2 separate regions of the Mus musculus genome follow, and region 2 is linked to region 1. Evidence: chromatin contacts called from public HiChIP or PLAC-seq data. All regions are on one chromosome and are shown on one strand. Each heading gives the region's core, a stretch centred on a gene start, on an enhancer-like site or on the middle of the called end of the contact. The rest is flanking DNA. Distances are from core to core; before and after follow the strand shown. Region 1 overlaps Bpgm (2,3-bisphosphoglycerate mutase). Region 2 has its middle 17 kb from the start of Slc23a4.

What was found. HiChIP or PLAC-seq counts read pairs in DNA pulled down with a chosen protein or histone mark.
Region 2: a contact with region 1 is called in an H3K4me3 HiChIP or PLAC-seq map of bone marrow-derived macrophages, with 4 times the contacts expected there. The contact joins two enhancer-like sites. A contact is called at or near these places in 14 of 39 promoter capture datasets (the 3T3-L1 cell line, 3T3-L1-derived adipocytes, the HPC-7 cell line and 9 more), 1 of 15 datasets of contacts at CTCF or cohesin (embryonic stem cells), 3 of 484 Hi-C or Micro-C datasets (3T3-L1-derived adipocytes, embryonic stem cells and pre-B cells), 2 of 115 datasets of contacts at active chromatin or transcription factors (astrocytes and bone marrow-derived macrophages) and 2 of 9 other capture datasets (adipose tissue and liver).

The regions. Positions count from the first base shown.
Region 1 is chr6:34,479,191-34,484,354 of GRCm38.p6, reverse strand. The region is part of intron 1 of Bpgm (2,3-bisphosphoglycerate mutase); the gene reads right to left. Among named protein-coding and RNA genes, the nearest start is that of Bpgm, 5.4 kb to the right of the region's middle. Within about 2 kb of position 2,779, at least 55 of the 459 cell types and tissues checked have an H3K27ac peak or open chromatin away from gene starts, as enhancers often do. A contact at or near this core is called in bone marrow-derived macrophages, where this site is marked.
Region 2 is chr6:34,992,448-34,997,611 of GRCm38.p6, reverse strand. No RefSeq gene overlaps it. Among named protein-coding and RNA genes, the nearest start is that of Slc23a4, 17 kb to the right of the region's middle. Within about 2 kb of position 2,156, at least 85 of the 459 cell types and tissues checked have an H3K27ac peak or open chromatin away from gene starts, as enhancers often do. A contact at or near this core is called in bone marrow-derived macrophages, where this site is marked.

The DNA of each region.
Region 1 (5,164 bases), core at 1,530-4,029:
TTAGCATCTGTTGAAGCTGGCCTATCACATGTTTAGCAACAGATATGAGATGCTGGTCAGTTTGACAAGTTCAAGGCTGGGGCTGCAAACAAACTGATGTGTGCAGGAGAGACTGCTGGACCACAGGCAGGGCAGGAGTGCTGACTTCTGAGGACTGTGTGAGTATTGGAGGCAACTCTTAGGAAGAGATGGCGCTTTTCTGTAACCTGTGTCCTTTCTTCCTCAGCACAAGGCAGTGTGTGTGTGTGTGTGTGTGTGTGTGTGTGTGTGTGCGCGTGCGTGTCTACACAGCCATTTCAGAAAGTGTACTGAAACACAGGACTACGGAGGGAAGCTTAGCTTGTCACTGCTGCAGATGAGCCTCGCCAGGCCAAACAGGCACTGCAGCCTATGGGAAAGCTACCTTTGTAACTGAGACCATGTTCCTTTCCTCCAAAATCCTAACCCAGTCCCTTAAAACCCCTACCAGGCTTCATTTTCGCTCCATTCTGTTTGGGAAAAGCCACCACCCTGCAGCTGGTTCTTGTGGCTGCTGTTTTTAATCTCTCAGCAAGTTACGGACACCAAAGTTAGGCACTGATTTTTCAATCAGTAGTTTACGATCAAAAAAAGTCTGCATAGGTGATTGGATTATTATTTCCTAGAGTTTCTTCCTTTCACTGTTTATTTAATGAGTTTATTTAACGTGTTCTGCCTGAATGTCTGCCTCTGCACCACATGCAGTATGCCTGGTGCCCACAGAGACCAGAAGAGGGCGTCAGATCCCCAGGTCTGGAGTTAGACACAGCTGTGGGCTGCCATGTGGATGCTGGGAACTGATCCCAGGTCCTCTGGAAGAGCAGCCAGAGCTCTTAATTGCTTAGCCATCTCTCCAGCTGCAGCTTCTTACTTTTAAGAGTATGGTCTGCCTGAAGAAACGTTTTCTAAACCAACATAGTTCTACCCGACTCTAGCTTGTCTTGCCTTTCCTTTCTCTCCACTGTTTTCCCTTCTTTCCAGACATTTCCTTATTGTCATCTAAGGGTAGCTGTGTGTATGACATAGGTGTGATGTAATTTTTATTTTCCTGTAGCAATTGTTCTCTTTGAGGCTTACTGCCTCAGTCTGCTAACTGAGTCCTAGTCCTGGAAGCTTCTAGACTTCGTACAGTCTTATCTAGGCCTAGAATGATTTCAGCCTCTGAGTCTTGCTGAATAAGCTCGCCCTTTCTACTTCTGAACTCTGGCAGGCTGATTCAACTCAGCTGTTCTGGCTCAAGCTCTGCTCCAAGCTGACTGACTCAATATGGCTTTTCTCTCTCAGCCTCTGCTTGGCCTCAAACTCACTCTAGCCATCTGTTCTGATCTTCTGGCTCCTTCTCATTCTCTGGCTCGTTCTGTCTTCATGTGTCTAGCTTGTTCTCTTCAACCTGTCTCTGTGCAACTGTCTCAGGAAACCTGCCTCCTTCCCCTCTCCCTCTCTCTCTGCACTGCTCTTAAGCAGCTCCTCTTCCTCTCTCGTGTGGAAGTTGGGCGTGTCCTAGCTCTGACTCATTCTGTCAAATCTTCCTCTAATCCATCACTTTGCCTGCCCCTCAGTTAGAACTCACTTCCAAACTAGAGTGTTTCCTTCTACAAATAAACCTTACCTTTATTGTTTGGGATTAAAGGTGTATACTAAAGGCATGTCTGTATTCCACCCAGAGGGATTAAAGGTGTGTGCCAAGGGCTGAGTCACACCACAACTAGAAACAGTTGGGTTTTGGGTTTGTTTTTTTCTAGTAAATAACACAATCTCAAAGTTCACAGTGTAATCAAATATCCTACAACACATGTGTGCATGCTTTATATATGTGTACATGTGTGTGTGTGTGTGTGTGTGTGTGTGTGTGTGTGTATACACAGGTCAGAGGCTACTGTCCAAGTGTTTTCCTCTATTGCTTTTACATCATCATCATCATGAGACATGACTCCATATTAAACCTGGATCTTACAGATTGAACAAGACTAGCTGTCCAGGAAGCCTCAGGGATTCCCCCGTCTCAGCATCTCCAGTGCTAGGATAATAGGCATGCACCACCAAGCCTAGCTTGGATGGATGGATGGATGGATGGATGGATGGAGGGACGGACAGATGGATGGACGGATATGCTGGGAATCCAAGCTCAGGTTTTCACATTTGCACAGGACTGTGCCATCCCCTAGTCCTAGACGTTGTTTTCTTCATCCTCTGACTATGAAGGTATCTACAAATGTGTGCCTTGCCTACCTACTCTACTGAAGTGATTTCTCAAAAGACCATGATTACTCACGCCTATGTGGAGACCATCTTCTCTCAGGGCACCTCAGTCTGCTGCTCAGACTATGAGTTCAGTCCTGCATTTCCTCCAGCTTTCCTTCTTTTACACTCTGGTCTTGGATCCCACCCCAGCTATCGGTGGTGGTGGTGGTGGTCTTAACCACAGCAGTTTATTCAGAGTGCATGTTCAAACTCTCAACTACTATCCATGGGGTACCTCCCATTGTGCCCACTTTACAGATGCAGAACTGAAAGGAGTAACCTGCCTAAATTAGCACAGGTTGTAGGTGGCAGAAGTACAAGTCAGTCTCAGTTGTCCCCAAGGAAACACCCATGCCCTGAACCACTCTGCTGCACTGCCACACTGGAACCCCAGGCTCTGGCCTCAAACCTCGAAACCTCATTTTTTTTTCTCACTCCTTTCAACACGTTAAAGGGAATGATTCACATTCTGCAAGCCAAGCCCTCACCAGCCTTCCCAGCACAGTCGATTGATTCACTTTTCCAAACGTGCAGCGATGCCACTTGGGCCCAGCACAATGGTCAGCCTGTGAGGAAAACAGGCTCCAGCCTGGACTGTGCCTTCAGAGCGGCAGTGAGGAAGGCTGACTGTGTGCACTTGCCACTGTGTCACTAACAAGGAAAAGTAAGTCACACTGGCAGAGGTTCTTTATTCTTAAAAAAAGAGGAAGAGGAAAGAGAAAGCATCTCTCCCTCCATGGACACAGCATTACAGAGGGTGGATTTGGAAAGATATTTAAATTTAAGTTGATTAAAAGAGAAGTGGAGTTCTGGCCTAAGGTAACAATCAGGAACAGGTGCAGAGAGAACAGGAGGCCCATTCAAAATGGCGAGAACTAGAAGTAGCTGACTATTCCCTCTGATTTGCCTAAAACACTATTGCTTTATGCTTTTTTTTCCTTCCCCAACATAATTATTACTAAGGCCCCTTTCACACCTAGGTGTCCCATTTGGAAAATTATATGGTCACTCTGTCATAGGGTATAATCAGGAAGTAGGCGGAGACGAGGCTAGAAAGATAAAACTGAATAGAGGCTCAAGGAGGACCTTGTGCCAAAGAATGCCGACTCTTATGTAAACACTGAGACCTCATTAGAGGTTTAATGGCACACATTTGAGGGCCAGGAAGCATTCACGCTCACAGAGAAGTCTAAATATTAGCTGTGGGGGGTTTTGCAGGAAACCCTGGTGACATACAGTGACAACCTGGGCCAAGAAGACAGCTGCTGGAAAGGAATAAAGATAAGTGAGAAAGAAACTGTAGTTTGTTTAAGATGCTGGCAATATTCCCTGTAAAAATCTAAGCAGTCAATTTTTTTTTAGCTTTGCAGACTATATGATCTCTGTCATAATATGTACAGTTGTACAATTTTGTCTCTGTAGCTGCAAGTATCTGTACGCAACACGTGAGTAAATGTGATATAATTTGATGGTGGCATCAAAATTAGAATCTCATATCATTTTCACATGATCTATTGTTATCAGTAGGCTAATTTCAACAATTTAAAATGAAAAAAATCCATTTATATCTTGTGGAATTTATATATATATATATATATATATATATCCAGAAGGCTCTGGTGTGCAAATCCCTGCTTAGCTAGACCCCATACATGGATGTGCTCCCAACATTATAAAATAGCCAGCTTATAAGTGAGACCTTGTCTCAAGGAAATGAAACAAAACAAAACAAACAAGCCAAACCACCAGTTTGTACCCTTAGCCAGAAAGAACTGCAAAGTGCCCTGGGGAATGGAATCCCATTCAGAGTTGTTTTATTCCTCACATAAGTCAGCATTGAGCACACTGAAGTCAGAGTACCCAGTCTGTGCTTAATTCAGTATTTAGGAACAGGTTCGAGGGGGGGAGTGGGGGGAGAACTATGGGGAAATGATTCACTTGTTAGCCTCCCACAAACATGGGCTCTCGTTTGACATACCCTCTTTGTAAATCATGTTGCAGTACACTAAACGTGAATGTAGATTTGCTCAGGAGCAGGACCTAACCAGTTGTCTTAGCAGTACAGGAAAAAAAAAAAAAATCAGGTAATTCAAAAGACCTTTTGCCAGTTATAACGAAGACCTTTCATTATATCTTGAAATTTCATCTCTATATTCCATATATTCTATATGTTGAAATTCCATCTAGATTATGACACCAAAGTTTTTTTCCCTATAAATGCCACCATGAAGCTGTGCTTCAAACTTCAATTCTCTTGACAAAGCAGAAACAGAAAGAGCTGACAGGCTGAGTGACAGGCACGTAAAACCCTCGGGTCTGCCCTTGGGTCTGCCGCATGGCCCACATTTGCATGTTATTTCCTCCATCTGTTTACAAATTAACAGCGATGGGACTTTGCTTCCTCCCTCCCTCGGCGTTTGAAAAGTTAAGTTCGCCTAAGACTCTTGTATCAGAACTCGGGGAAGAGACAGTTAAGTCACAGGGTAAAGAGAAGCCCAAACTTCTACTTCTCCCATTTTCAAACTAACCATAATATGTCAAGTAATATCAAATAAGGGACTTGGGGCCAGAATCTCTCAAATCTAGAACTTACTCTTAAGGATTAAACATTTAAAACCCATCTCAGAGTACTCTGAGATTTTCCTTGGTACAGATCCTCACTGTACAGTTCTCAGCAACCATTACTCCCCACTGTACGAGGCAGCTAGCCTTACGGAAGATGAGCTGGCTGTATTTGAGGACAAGGAGAAAGACTACTGATGCCTCTCATCAATTACAAAGGAAAGAGGCAAATGAAACCCAGCATTTAATTCCTTAGGGTTTCAAGTGTCTTAACAAGACACACCTTCCCCAGACTCAGGCTGTTTAAACATAAACTGAGTCCTGGCAGCACTTGAGATCCCAC
Region 2 (5,164 bases), core at 907-3,406, 510 kb before region 1:
GCCTTTTCTGAGTCCCCGTGATGGGGAGTGGTAGCCTCGCCCGCTGCTCCTCCTCCTCCGCAGCGCAGCTTCTTGGACCAGTTCCACTCAGGACCCCTATTTTCATGTAACCCTGGGTATGTAAATATATAATATAAGTATATGAATTAAATGTTTGCTGATAATTATACATTTATTTTAGAACAACTCTTTTATACACATACATACACTGTTTATTAAAAAAACCCATATGTGAATATTGATGAGATCGATGCCTGTTAATTTTTGGCTGAGTATCTGACACTGCAGAATACAGCATCTTCAGTGTTTTTCAGAATTGATTGATATTTCGATTTCATAATTGTCACTGATAAGAAGACCTCCTTGCATAAATATTCAGTACAAAATGGCAGAAGTATGTTTTAGTACATTTCAGAAGTTTTCAGAAATTCTGTCCTAATCCCAAGCCAAATTTCAGTTAACTTTTTTTTGATGAAACTCAGTGTCTCAAGCAGCAAAATTTAAATATTTTAATTTATTTATGTGGGTGTATATGTGTGTGTGCTCATAGGAGCCCACACGCCACACCCCATAAGAGGAGGCCAGAACAGCATGCAAGAGTCAATTCTCACTTTCCACTGTGTGGAGCCTGCTTGGGGATTGAACTCAGGGTGTCAGGTGTGGGGACACCTGCCTTTATGCACTGAGCCATCTTGCCAGGCCTCTCAAGTAGCAACTTTTAAAATCAAACACTCTAACACAATACAATCCAAAGGTCTGGGAACCTGATGCTTGTGTGCTGAGGAGCAATGGTAGGGAAATGCTAATGTCCTTTCCATAGTTAAGCTACTGTGTTTCTGTAAGAGCAGAGAACCCTGTGTGTGCAGTAAACAGCCTTCACTTTTTGAATCTCAGCCAGGCACTTCAGTCAGCATTCAGTGGCTGGCATGATGGCATCAGTGCAAAGTGACATGTTCTACTCTTGGAGCCAAGGGCGATGAACACCAATGGAAATTCCTCTGATTCACAACGATTTTAATTTTGAATTCATTTTTGGGTCCTTTTACTATTGGCAAGTTCATCAGCACCCTCCCATCCAGGTCCACGACTTGAGGCTGCAACCCAGTTCAAGAGCGAGAACTCTAGCCCTCATCTCAGCCGAGAGCGTGCAGTGGTCCTCGCACTTCCTTGATTAATGTCTTTCTCTCCCGCCAGATGGTGAATTCCATGAGGGCAGGGATGTGTGTCGGGTTTGCTGACTTTGGTACACTCACCACCTGGCACGATGCTCAAAACACCACACAGTAGCTGAGCGCTGTAGGATGTGCTGTGTGGTTGATGGGTGGATGGCTGGGAGGGAGGAGGAAGGGGGAAGAGGAAGAAAGAATCATTTAGGTACTTGTCATGCGTGTGGTGTATGTTCACGTGTGTGTGCACTTGTGTCTGGGTGTGAATGTATATGGGTGCGTGCACGTGGAGGCCACAGGTCTGTGTCTGCTTTCTCCAGTGACTCTCCTCTTCAGTCACCGAGGCAGGGTCTTTCACTTGCACCCCAAGCTTGCTGATTTGGCTGTTATAGCTAGCCAACTTGCCTCTCTCCCCATCCCAACTGCTGGGGTTATGGGTGGCTTTCAAGTTCATCCAGAATTTTCATAGGTGCCGGGATCCAAATTCTGATCCTCGCTCCCACCTGCATGGCCAGTGCTCTCACGGAGCCATCTCCTTGTCCCAGGATATTCATTTTAAACAACACTCTCATTTAGATCTCTCTCACCTGCTCATATGGTACTACAGATTGAAGACAATGTTATTTCTCTCCTATCCAGTCCTCAGTAGACTGGGCAGGGGATCCTTTGATAAAGGCCAGGACATATGCCTTGGCTGGGGAACATTCTGTGCTGAGACAGAAAAGTTCCGTGCCAGGCTCCCGGCCCCCAAACCTCCAGCCCTTTCAGTCCAGAGAGCATCCTGGAATGTCAGCACCACAGACAGAGCCCAACCCTCAGTTCTGGAAGGTGGGGTGTGTTCAGGATTCTGGCCAGGCCGGTAGGCTGGCTTATTTCGCCTCTAGGTGGAAGGGCGCTGTTTTTTATTTGTCCGCTGGGTGGCACTGTGGCCTTGTTCTCTATTTCCTGACGCTCTGACCGGTGATAGGTCAGAAGTTTTGTCTCCCCCTATTCGCTCAGCCCCAAACTTGAGAAAGAAAGACTTGGATCAGTCTAGACAATACAGTCATGGGTTGCAGTCTCTGTGTGCCGCAGGGCAGGCAGTAACCCTGTTCGATTTCAGCAGCGCGGTGCGAGTGGAGTGCTTGCTGAAGGATCACACTGCCTGCAGTGCAGTCCCACAAGCCGGACACCTCAGCTCCCATATTGTTTCTGCAGATACCCAAGCTGAGCAGTCAGATGGTAGGAACACTTGTGACGCTCAGTTTCCCTGCCTCCTCCTAGGTCCCTGTACCCAAAAGGCCCAGCACTGACCGTGGGAGTCCATTGTGTCCAGAACAAACAACCTGAAACGCTGCTTCATAGCATCTTCTCCTGGTGCTAGCATGTGGTCCAGAAGATAGAGACAGCCAGGATGTTGGCAGAAGGCTCTGGGTGCTCTGGGGTGAGCATTTATGGAGGGCTCGGGAGTTACTGGGAAATAGACTTCATGAGAAGTCAAGAGGCAACAGCTCCTGTGAAAGCCATGGGTCGCAGCGTGTTCATTGTGGGTGTGGTCACCATTGGTGACTCCACGTGTCAGCACTGTCTTCCTGGAGACAAGCCAGTACTGGGCTGCCTGTTAGCCGGCACCTCTCTCAGCCCCCAAAAGGAAGCCATGGAGCCCAGTGGTCTGCTACTCAAGGAGCTGAAAGGAGGCAGGCTGGGTTCTTCAGCTCAGGGTCACTACCAACTCAAGAAGCAGTGTCCAAAAGAGGGTAACCTTCCCATACTGCAGGACCCATACCGAGCAGGACGCTCAGCGAGCTTCTACTGCACAACACCCAAGCAGGCTCACTGACCCTGAGGTATGAAAGAGGGACAGGAACCCCGATGGGGACATGCAGTGAAAAGGGAGCCCTAGACTCCCGGGAATTCTCCAGCACAGCTCACATGTGCTGTAACGCTGCGACACTGAGACAATGCTGCTTTTATATAGAAATGCTTTCAAATGAGAAGGTTAAAATAGCAAGAAATCAGGGTTAAGGTCTGAGTGGATGTCTCCTGGTATAGTGCATACATGACCTTAGTCCCTCCCAGGCGTGATCCGGAACCTCGCACACAGGACCGGTAGCTTCCTATGAGCTAGACTTTTATGGTAATCCTGTCAGGTGCTCTAGAAAACTTTTAGAGAGATTCTCCACTTACCATCTATGCCTATGCACAATTGAGAGAGAGAGAGAGAGAGAGAGAGAGAGAGAGAGAGAGAGAGAGAATCATGCATTATGGGAAAGGACACACTTTCGAAAGTAAACGTATTAGCAAGCTACCCATCTATCAATCCACCAATCAAAATAGAGAACTGTGTTATATCCCTTAGCAACCAAGCTCCTCTTCCTCCTCCTCTTCCTTCTCTTGAGTCCCATACAAGGAAGCCCTGACAGTAATCAGGGCCCTGAGTGTGCCCTGTCCTATAGCCAGCTGTTAATCTCCACAGCGTGTCCCTATTTGATCTCTGCTATCAATTTGCTCTAAATAAAATTATTTCGCTGCTTTGGCAAATTTGTATGACTCTTATTTTCAGTTCTTTGGATTAAGAGGCCAAAAACCTGGAAACATCCATACCAAACTCTGACTGCCAACAACAGAACCAGCTTTTGAATTGTGATGAGAACCGCAGTTTGGGGGACACAGTGTCTCTGGGAACTCTAACCCCATGCTACCCTCTATCTTTCATTTCCAAACTTCTATTATATTACACAAGAGAATGCAAAGTTCTCCTATGCATTTGAACTGACTTAGGGGGCTGGAGATGTAGTTAAGTTGAAAGGGTGCTTTCTTAGCATATGTGAAGCTTCAATTTCCACTACTGTGTGAACAGGGTATGATTGTACATGCCTGTAATCCCAGCACTGGGCAAGCAGAGGCAAGAGGGTAAGGGTCCATGGTCAGTCTTGGCTATCTAATGAGTGAGACTATCCTGGGCCACAAAAGACCAGCCTCAAAATAAAAATAAAGGGCACATTATAGCTGTCTCCTGAGAGGCACTGCCAGTGCCCGACATATACAGAAGTGGATGCTCAAAGCCATCCATTGGACAGAGCACAGGGTCCCCAATGAAGGAGCTAGAGAAAGTAACCAAGGAGCTGAAGGGATTCGCAGCCCCATAGGAGGAACAACAATATGAACTAACCAGTACCCCCAGAGCTCCCTGGGACTAAACCACCAATCAAAGAAACACACGGAGGCGCTCGTGGCTCTAGCTGCATATGTAGCAGAGGATGGCCTAGTTGGTCATCAATGGGAGGAAAGACTCTTAGTCCTGTGAAGATTCTATGCCCCAGTATAGGGGAATGCCTGGCCAGGGAATCGGGAGTGGGTGGGTTGGGGAGCAGGGGGAAGGGGGAGAAGGTAGGGGATTTTCGGAGGAGAAACTAGGAAAGGGGATAACATTTGAAATGTAAATAAAGAAAATATGTAATAAAAATAATAAATGGATTCTGCATTCAAGAGGCAAAATGGCCAGGACTCTCCCAGAGCTGGGATGCCTGTGTAACGGCATAGCTAAGATTGAAGGACCATGAGTCCAGCTGTAGCTCAGTGCCAATGCAAATCCCACTTCAAAGGCGATAAATAATTTATTCTGGAGCCAAATATGAATGACCACAACCCAGGAACACAGATTTAGGCTACTTCAAGTTCCACACTCCAAGGTGGTACCACTCTGATGAGCTGTTTATGGTAGCAGAGTAAAGGAGGTCATAAATCAAGACACTTTTCAAATACAGCAAAGCAGGGAAGCCTGTTAGGGACCTCGAGTGAATGACTGTTCTGTGATGACACTTGTGGCTTTGGAGGTGGTGGAAGCTGGTGATCTGCTAAGTTAACTTCCAGTGGAACACCAGTGCTCTGTGTGGACATCCCAAATGATCTAATGGTCACAAAGTTGTCAGGTCACGTACAGAGTGGGGGTTAGGGGGAACATATGGCTAGTAAGGGGAATAAGATGGCCCAAGACGATGGGACTCAGGACTTGCAAC